2 separate regions of the Salmo salar genome follow, and region 2 is linked to region 1. Evidence: chromatin contacts called from public Hi-C data. All regions are on one chromosome and are shown on one strand. The core of a region is the stretch at or near the end of the contact, and the rest is flanking DNA. Distances in the headings are between cores, read along the strand shown.

Region 1 (5,378 bases), core at 1,830-4,329:
TTCTGTTGGCTATGATAACCAATGCAGTTGATTCATGCACATGAATGAATGCTTATAATGAGAACAATAAGTCATAGTACAGAACACAAGGAGCTGGATCCCTGGTTAGAAACAAAAAGTAGAGTAATGGGGAAGTGGATAACAAAATGTGGTACAGCAATGTATAACGGGTCTAGGTACTGTACTTGCTGTCTACTGTTGCCATCTACAGGTGAAAGTTATGAACAAGTTTACTTAGCAACTTATGATTCATGTAAATGTTTTAGGCTTGAGTCTGACCCGGAAAGTTGGTTATATGGGCGAGGGCTGGTACCTCTGCTGTGTGACCATGCTGATTTGGTCTGGGTGGGGGAAAGAGACAAATGACAGCGGTGCCAGGTGGGGTTAGGCGTTAACAGATCCACCCCAGATCCCCTTTCTGTTATGGGATCCAAAACAAAACTCCATGTAAATGTTTGTGTGGTTATTATCAGATGGATATGGGTGTTTCTCTGCCCTCTGGAATGTCATCAAACTGTGGAGAGAATTTCACAGCCGCCTGGTGGAAAACCCTATGTAATAGACTAGGTAATAGACTAGTGTGGAAGGCTACAAGTGCACAATAGCATACATATACCATGACATAGTTGAATGTTGGATTGAATGCTTAAAGGTGCTTCTAGTTTGACGAGAGAAGCGTTTGTCTTTGGAACATTTCGTGACAGCTTAAACAGTTGTGTTTTCATTTTGTAACCCAAACAAGTATGTTTAGGCACCTAACTACTGTAATCAACAACCCATAACACATACATTCCATGTGGGTGTGGCACATGTCTCATTCATAACAGCCAGGCAGCTTTAACCAGTCCAACCTGATTGAAGAGATCCTTGTACAAGCCATAGCCTGGACTGGTGGCGACCTGTCATTTAGAGCATCACATATAAAAATTGGTGGGGAAGAGCCTGTTTTGAGCCCCACCTCTTTGGTTTGTTGTTGCCTATTTTGCATATTGTTTTGGCATTAATACGTGTCACATATCAGTTTGCAAACAATGTAAGAAATATATATATCATTGAGTTAATAAAGCTGCATACAAACATGGTCTCTTTTTTGTTTTCTTGAGTAAGTCAGCTCCAAAATGCAGGTGTTTCAGCCTTGTTCAGTGCTTTCTTTGGTGGTGGGGCAAGCCAGAAGAAAATACGGAGCGTTGCACTGTGATTGTCTCAGTGTTCTGTCACTCATGGGGACACTATGTCACCGCCTAAGGGTAGACCTTGAAAAGATTCTAGCCCCTTGGGTACTGCCATAAAGTTACAGTAGAAGTGTCCATCCAAGAAGGCTCAAGGTCATTGGCCACAGATAAAACAACGTCTAATCACGTTATATCTACAGTAGCTTTGATTGGACTGATCATGTCAACATCATACTTTCAAAATCTTAGCTATCAGTCATCATCATGAATCAAGTCGACAATCTGCTGGCAAATCCTTTTTAATCCTTGTCATATGAAAATAAATAATCAAGAGAAATTATAGATAAACCGTATCGGTGCTCATTGGCCATTCGACATAAACATTACACAACAAGTTGGAAATCGCAAATTCAACAATGAGTGGTTTGGAAGGAATCAGTGGCTAACTGCAAGCGTTGCAAAGCAATCATTAGCCTCCTATTCAGTGGAGTGGCTGTGTGGTCCCAAATGTAAGATTAAGGGTCTTTTTTCCTAGTTTAAAATTATAAACATTCAATATTGGCCATGCTGTCAATGATGCATGATTTGTGCCGCGCTCAAAACAACTGTTAACACAGAACTGAAAAATCTAATTTTTGTGAGTTCAAGACAACTGAGAACTTGGGAAAAGTGAGCTATGACTGGGAAAATACGTTTGAAACTTTTATCCAACTCGGAATTGTAAATTGGGAACTCGGGCCTCTTTCTAGAGCTACGACCTGAAGATCACTGATGTCATCATGATTCAACCTTCTGTTTTTCGAGTTCCCAATTGTCTTGAAAGCACCATAAATCCAGAGAATGCCAGACTTCGATGACAAAGTTTGATGACAAAATATACCCACAAATGACCGCCGCACCACCTTCCTGTTCAAGTGGCCACAGCACAACAAGGTCTGTATGTCCAAAAATGTCTTGTATGCTGCTGCATATATTATGTAATATGCCAGAGAGATATGTATATGGTAGCTAAGAAAGTAATACTAAGTGTATATTGTGTAGTAAGCTGTTAGTAGCCCATGTGCCTCACCCTAATAATTTGGTCTATTTTCTCCTCTTAATTTCCCTTCCTGTTCTGACTTGGTGGTGCACATGTAGCCTATAACCTTTTTTTGAGAAATGTAATCATCGGATATTGTAAGAGCTTTCATTGTCTGCTTATATGCCCCTTTTATTTATCCTACGGTTCTGACTTGGTGTACAGAGAGAACACTATAGGAACAGCCCGTGTTCTGAATTCTGTCGCTGTACATTTCAAAAGTGCTGAACAAATAGTTATATTGACTACGTCTGTCCTAGCTCGCTCATGAAGGATTTAATCATAATTACGGATTGATTGCCTCTTATCCGCTTGTCGTCCCCTTATGCCATAGTATGTACATCTCAATTGTCATTAGAAACCACATTTGTTTAAGCCAGTCAGCCATATCAGCTATGTTTTTTTTAAAGGCAGTAAATGAGGCTGAATGAACTGTTCTGCTGCCAGACAAGGCTCCGCTGATAGCCAGGGTTAGCAGTGGTATAGTGCAATTCATGTATTTATTGTTTAGTGTTGTGTTGTCTTGTGTTGTGGCTTTGCTGGCATGGATCCCACATATTTTTTGGGGGACCCCACCAAGATGTACATGCTAAAATCGCCACTGGCCTGGACATAAGAAAGAACATGCCCAAATTATCCAAAATGTAATATTCTGATTACTGGAAACTCGTTCTTAATTGAATTAATATAACACTGAATAGCATAAACTATACCATTACTCTCAACAGATCTTCTCCAAAGTCATGGATGTTGGCTATAGTGTAGGTCCCGTAATACACAAGCATAGATAGGCCACTGATTCGTTCACCAAGAATTCTGCCTGTTCCTGTTGGCTGAATAGGACACGTCAGCACTCAATTTTGTTACACGTTCACTATATGGCAGGCCAAAGTCCTAAAACACTCTTCCGGATTGCATTGTAGTGATACATGACACCTCGCTCTTGGTAAGTCAACTCAACCACTGTAAATTAACTTCATGAATGGAAACAAATCTAAAATGTCTGACATAGGGAATAATACATTATTTCATAATCTTGTTACTTTTCACAGGCGATTACAGCCGATCGCTAAACTTCTAAACAACAATAGCAACAGATGATATCGATCAACCGAACTGGCAGATCCGTGTCAGCAAAAGGAGTCATCATCAACGAACGATTTCTTCGCGTGTCAGTTTGTAACGTTCTGCGGAAACTGCTGCATTTGGGTTCCATCGAAAATGGCAAATGCAAACAAGACGAGGACGCTTTCAATAGTCAGGTGATTCAAACCATCATTATTGTATCCAAAGGTTGCCTTTAACGTTACGAAAATGAGGCTACGTTTTCTCAAAAAGAACCTGCTCATTATCCTTGGTGTTTCTTTTATTATTGCCACTGTCATGATCACAACACGTGTATTCATTTATGATGAAGTCACGGGTGTTGTCGCTCAGGAAAACATGTTGTCTGATGACATGGCAAAGTTTCAGTACAGTTCTGTTCCAGAATTGATAAAGTCCATTTACAATGCCAATTACAAGCAATACGTTCAGAATGCGGACAAGTATCCTGGGGAGCCTAAATTGGTCCTGGTTATTCAGGTTCACAACAGACCAGACTACCTCAAAATACTCATCAAGTCATTGGAAAATGCAGCTGAGGTCCACAACTTACTGCTGATTTTCAGCCACGACTATTTTTCAGAGGAAATCAATTACATAGTGCAAGGGATAACTTTCTGCAAGGTCTTGCAAATATACTTCCCCTACAGCACACAGCTCTATCCCAGTGAGTTTCCTGGGCAGGATTCACGGGACTGTCCACGAGACATATCCAAGGACGATGCTTTAAAAACAGGATGCCTCAACGCTGAGCATCCAGATTCGTATGGTCACTATAGGGAAGCCTCCATCACACAGACCAAACACCACTGGTGGTGGAAACTTCACTTTGTGTGGGAGCGAGTGCAAGCTCTGCAAGGTTACAGTGGCTTTGTTGTCTTCCTCGAGGAGGATAACTTCATCTTGCCCGACCTCTACCACCTCTTCAAGGAGATGGTTGGATACAGGAAGAGCAGCTGCACTGACTGTGACATGTTGGCACTAGGCAACCACAACGGCCTGGCAGAATTTGATAAGCTCAGCAACAAGGTGCAGACTGCCGGGTGGATGTCTACCAAGCACAACATTGGCATGGGCATCTCCAGAGAGGTGTACTACAAGCTAATGGGGTGCAACAATGACTTCTGCTCCTACGATGACTACAACTGGGACTGGACCCTCCAGCACCTGTCAGGGACTTGCATCTCCAAGCCACTCAAAGTGCTGGTGGCACAGGGGTCCAGGGTTCTCCATACTGGTAACTGTGGGCTGCACCAGAACAAAGAGGCCTGTCGCCCTGAGCTGGCCCTAAAGAAAGCACAGGAGTCCGTTAAGCTTGCCAAAGCCTCCCTCTTCCCTCAGTCCCTGGCCCTAACAAACGCAGATTCAGTGGAGCACAAGGCTCATATGAAAAACGGAGGGTGGGGTGATATCCGTGACCATGTCCTTTGTAATAACTATGCCAAACGTCTATAAACAATGAACTTCTCATTCTCATCTTTTTGATGTACTGAGAGGTTTGAGGAAATAAGTGCCATTAAAATGTTCAGGGTTCCAAAGGCTGCATTGTGTTATATTTTTGGTGTTTTTAACATTTGGGGGGGTATGTTATGGTGTGTATGCAGCAGTGTGATTTATAGCTTGGTTGTTATTTCTCTTATTACCAAAAGTAACATGATTGCCAAATATTTTCTTTATTTTTCAAAACAGAATATACAAGCTGATTATTTTTGCTTTCTCTTTTTATGTAACCGGGTTTGCTTTTTATTTCTTAAAAATGAAGACAAATTTTAGTTAAAGTAAAGCATTGCGATGTTATACTTCATAAAAAAATAACACAATATTTCAGCACCAGCAGTTAATTATTATGGTACACATAAATGACTTTACATAGAAAACAAAACTGAATCAGCGTTATACATCCTTGACTTCTATTACATGTTAGATCATTGCCATTTGTATACATTCTTCAGAACAGATTAGAGAGTTGAGCCGTTTGTCCAGCTTCAGAATCCCTTACCCACCCACAATTATAATAGTTGTGC
Region 2 (5,378 bases), core at 1,781-4,280, 48 kb before region 1:
TTACATCGGCTGATATCTCAAAGTGCTGTACAGAAACCCAGCCTTAAACCCCAAACAACAAGCAATGCAGGTGGAAAAATACCACTGGTGGGAAAATGCAGATATTTTCCTTGTGCAGATTCTAGAATATTCACACGAAAAATCTGTTGCCAATTGGATGGAAACCAAGCTATAGTCAATGAAAAAGGGCTGACTATTAAGAGATAAGGATAAATAAGCGTCATCAAAAAGCAGCCTCTTTCATAGTCCACAAGGGGTCACACTTCACAAAGGATTGGGTATTGTGGTAAGAATGTAAAAGACGCACAAATAATGACAATTTAATATACACTACCGTTCAAAAGTTTGTGGTCACATAGAAATGTCATTTTTTTTTAAAGAAAAGCACATGTTTTCCTTTAAAATAACATAAAATGGATCAGAAATACAGTGAAAACATTGTTAATGTTGTAAATGACTATTTACAGCTTCATTAAAGACTGGTGTTTTTCTGGTACTATTTAATGAAGCTGCCAGTTGAGGACCTGTGATGCGTCTGTTTCTCAAACTAGACACTAATGTACTTGTCCTCTTGCTCAGTTGTGCACCAGGGCCTCCCACTCCTCTTTCTATTCTGGTTAGAGCCAGTTTGCGCTGTTCTGTGAAGGGAGTAGTACACAGCGTTGTACGAGATCTTCCGTTTGTTGGCATTTTCTCGCATGGACTAGCCTTCATTTCTCAGAACAAGAATAGACTGATGAGTTTCAGAAGAAAGTTATTTGTTTCTGGCCATTTTGAGCCTGTAATCGAACCCACAAATGCTGAAGCTCCAGATACTCAACTAGTCTAAAGAAGGACAGTTTTATTGCTTCTTTAATCAGAACAACAGTTTTCAGCTGTGCTAACATAATTGCAAAAAGGGTTTTCTAATGCTCAATTAGCCTTTTAAAATGATAAACTTGGATTAGCTAACACAACATGCCATTAGAACACAGGAGTGATGGTTGCTGATAATGGGCCTCTGTACGTCTATGTAGATATTCCATCAAAAATCTGCCGTTTCCAGCTACAATAGTCATTTACAACATTAACAATGTCTACACTGTATTTCTGATCAATTTTATATTATTTTAATGGACAAAACATGTGCCTTTCTTTAAAAAAAAAGGAAATCTCTAAGTGACCCCAAACTTTTGAACGGTAGTGTATATATAAAATAACAGATTATACATTTGCAAGTCATAGGCCTACTTTGTTATTGGCTTTGGTCACTTAGACAGAGCTGAATTTTCAGTAATGAGATGCTTATGGAGCCATTACATTTATGATAGGTTTACTACAACTGTATGAAATAAAAATATAAAACATTCAAACATCTGATTCTCCTTTGTAGACGTGTAAAAAAGTCATGACAATGAAAATGACAAAGTTATCCAACAAAATATTGATTGTCCTATATCAACTGTCTGTCAAATGATAATGTTTTGTACTTATCCATTGTGACTTGTTGCAAATCGTGATTACCAAAATCTTGGCTTTCGAAAGCAATGTCTAAATTACCTCGGCGTTTTAGTATCAGGTGAATAAGTACAACCATCACAAAAATAACAACGACAATGCATACTATAATTCCAAGAAGACCCCCAGCCTTTACAGTGGAAGGGCGCTCAGTTGGATGCTTGACAAATGGTGTAAATGGTATGGTAAAACCTGAATCATTTGATGCTTCTCTCTCAACACAATCATTTAAACCAACCAAGTCGAATCCCTCATCACAAGAACACAAGTAACCTCCATACGTATTTGTACAATTATGATGGCACTCACCCATCTCACATTCATCTATGTCAACACAAATTGACTCCCCATTTTTTTCATCGAGTAAGTAACCATTTGGACAGTTGCAATCATGTGGTGTACTTGGGTCACATTCTGCGATACACTCTGCTAAACAAACTAATTGGCACCGGTTGGTGTCTTCTGTCATTCTTTTGAATCCATCCCAACAGGAGCAATTGTAACTGCCTATTGTGTTTGTGCATTCGTGGTCACATGGACCCATGAAGCATTCATCTTCATCAACGCATTTGTCATTTTCAAACACATATCCCTTATGGCATTCGCATTTAAATCCACCAACAGTATTCACACACTTAATGTTATGTCCCGGGCACTGTCTATTATCGATACAATCATCAATGTCTTTGCACTCCTTCCCATCGTCTGCCAGTGCATACCCATGGTGACACATGCAAGTGTAGCTGTCATCTTTTTTTTGGCAGAGATGTGCGCATCCTGAGTCAAGGCAGGGGTCATTTTGCGCATCTTCACATGTGACGTTATTGTCCTGGAGAGTTTTTCCAGGTGGGCAGGTGCATACAGGTTTAGTATTAACTGAGGAACAGTCATGCTCACAGCCACCTTTGAATACCTCGCAACTCCACGGTGCTTGTAGCCACTGTTCAGATAGACAGATATACTTCGACCCGATGGATTTGATCGTTGCAGTGGTTCCGCGGGGTAATGTCAGTAGGTTCTCTCCCTTGAATCCCAACGGGGTCTCATACAGAACTGAATCGTCCCCTTTTACAATTACATGCTGGCAGGGACTGTCAAGTTTATACTCACAAATAAATCCATCTACTTTATTATCGCATGGTTGTTCCTTCCACACAAAGTCGTATTTTGATACCGAAATACATTTTGAAGAACAGACATCATCAAAGCTCCCCCAGTTCTGGAATTTGGTTTCATTACCTCCAGTTATCCACCTGTACCCTCGTAAAAACGATGCTTGGTCGGGGCATTGCCCGCTTGGCAAATGTAAACCAATCCAATAATCTCCTGTATGAATACCAAGTAATATTAATAGGATGCTATGTGATATCAAAGAGCGAACTGTCATTAAATATCCATTAATATATTCCTCACAACGTTTTTGAGCTGTTCCAAAGTTAGCTTGGTCCTGGAAAACGGCAAAGCACTGCTTCCCGATGCAGTATCCGACACCGGGGGCTTCCCCGTTCACTCTCAACAGGAACGTCAGGGCAACGAGTATTACTACTGTATCCGTCATTTTTTTAAATCAATCTCCTACGCCTCAAACTAAATATAACAATTTCGCATATAATTTAGATGTAGGCTACTCGTCTATCAGGCATGGTTTGAGTAGCAGAATGAACGTTAAGACTGCCGATAACTCCCATTTATATAAGCCTCCCTCCATGTTTTCGATTGATCAAGGAAGGAAGTTCCTTTCTGGATGGCGTAGTTGCTGACCAAGAACAAACAAGTTCTCTCTGAACCTGACTATCATGCCAAACATCCAGCCACTGGGTAACAGCTGGGTGAATCAACATTGTTTCCATCTAATTTCAACCCAAAATATCAATGTGTTGAGGTTGAATCAATGTGGAAAACTAATTAGATTTGCAAAAAGTAATATTTTCACCCAACCATTAACTAAATCTAACATGGCGATTTTTTTTCACGTTGAATTGACGTTAGTTGACAACTCAGCCAAATGTAAATCAAACCTATACATTGAACTGACACGTGCACACACAACACACACACGAAATGTATATTTGTAGTAAGCTATAGTCAAATTATGCACATATGGCAAAACTAGCATTTAAATAAGAAACACATTGAAAACACATCAATGAAATTAAAAACGTAGATAACATATTTCAGTGATATGCAGCCTAATTTTCTCAGTTCTTTCCTTGTGTTTATGTGGTTCTCTCATGAGAATACCTATTGGGCAGCCAAATGGCACATTCTGAGCTATTACAAATAGACATGGGGACACGAGGACAAACACATTCTTCATGAGGTGATTTAAACACGTTTTAGGATATATTTGAATACATGAATTCTGAATAATATCTTATTATACTTGATATTCAGGAACAACTGTGATTATATTGACAACATACACTACATGGCCAAAAGCTGACTTAGAACTGGTGCGGACCATGGGAATCCGACTGTTTACTTAACATAGCTGGGTTTAATTAAACAGTCGGATTCCCATGATCCGCACCAGTTCTAAGTCAGCTTTTGGCCATGTAGTGTATGTTGTGTGTGGAATTTCACTTCATGGAATTTCTTCACTTTGACATTCAGAGCACTGGGCAGAAATCACATCGCGACACCCCTTCAAAGTAGTGGATTCGGCTATATCAGCTAAATTCCCAATCTGGCCCTCGTACCATCATTGCCACCTAATAATCCCCAGTTTACAAATGGGCTCATTCATCCTGTTGCTGTAAATGAGAATGTGTTCTCAGTCAATTTACCTGGTAAAATAAGGGTTTGTCACGACTTCCACCGAAGTCGGTCCCTCTCCTTGTTCGGGCGGCGTTCAGCGGTCGACGTCACCGGCTTTCTAGCCATCGCTGATCCATTTTTCATTTTCCATTTGTTTTGTCTTTGTTTTCTACACACCTGGTTTCTATTCCCCAATTACATGTTAATTATTTAACCCTCTGTTTCCCCCATGTTTGTGTGCGTGTTTTTTTATAATGTTCAGATCGTTACTTGTTGGCTGGTATTGTTTGCCGGGTTCGTTATTACGCCCGTTATTTAAGAGTGACCGGTAATTTCACGCACCTTTAGTATTTGTTTTATACTGGTGCTGTTCGTGGAATAAATTACTTTGTACACTCATCATTCCAACATTCCAACAAGTCAGTTCGTCAAATGTCTGCCCTGCTAGAGCTGCCCTGGTCAACTGTAAGTGCTGTTATTGAAGTGGAAACTTCTAGGAGCATCAATGGTTCAGCCTCAAAGTGGTAGGCCTCACAAGCTCACAGAATGTGACCACTGAGTGCTGAAACACGTAGCGCATAAAAATTGTCTGTCCTCGGTTGCAACACTCACTACCGATTTTCCAAAGCAACGTCAGCACAAGAACTGTTCGTTGTGAGTTTTATGAAATGGGTTTTCATGGCCGAGCGTCTGCACACAAGCCTAAGATCACCATGCGCAATGCCAAGCGTCGACTGGAAAGGTGTAAAGCTCGCTGCCATTGGACTCTGGAACAGTGAAAATGCCTTCTCTGGAGTGATGAATCACGCTTCACCATCTGGCAGTCCGACGGACGAATCTGGGTTTGGCGGATACCAGGAGAACGCTACCTGCCCCAACGCATAGTGCCAAATGTAAAGTTTGGTGAAGGAGGAATAATGGTCTGGGGCTGTTTTTCATTGTTCATGGTAGGCCTACAATGCATACAATGACATTCTAGGCGATTCTGTGCTTCCAACTTTGTGACAACAGTTTGGGGGAAGGCCCTTTCCTGTTTTAGCATGACAATGCCCAAGTGCACAAAGCGAGGTCCATACAGAAAGGATTTGTTGAGATCGGTGTGGAAGAACTTGACTGTCTGCGCA

What was found. A called contact is a pair of places that touch in the nucleus more often than the background predicts.
Region 2: a Hi-C map of gill shows a contact between it and region 1, with 2.9 times the contacts expected there. The contact joins the enhancer-like site here to the promoter of LOC106607880 in region 1. A contact is called at or near these places in 3 of 3 Hi-C or Micro-C datasets (blood, gill and muscle).

The regions. Positions count from the first base shown.
Region 1 is chrssa06:67,004,933-67,010,310 of Ssal_v3.1, reverse strand. It overlaps LOC106607880 (alpha-1,6-mannosyl-glycoprotein 2-beta-N-acetylglucosaminyltransferase), which reads left to right and starts at 3,079. Exons shown (of 2, transcript XM_014205344.2): 1 at 3,079-3,196; 2 at 3,303-5,378. The coding sequence starts at 3,565. The coding sequence ends at 4,809.
Region 2 is chrssa06:67,052,518-67,057,895 of Ssal_v3.1, reverse strand. No RefSeq gene overlaps it. Among protein-coding and RNA genes, the nearest start is that of LOC123743558, 18 kb to the right of the region's middle. Within about 2 kb of position 3,030, at least 1 of the 13 cell types and tissues checked has an H3K27ac peak or open chromatin away from gene starts, as enhancers often do. A contact at or near this core is called in gill, where this site is marked.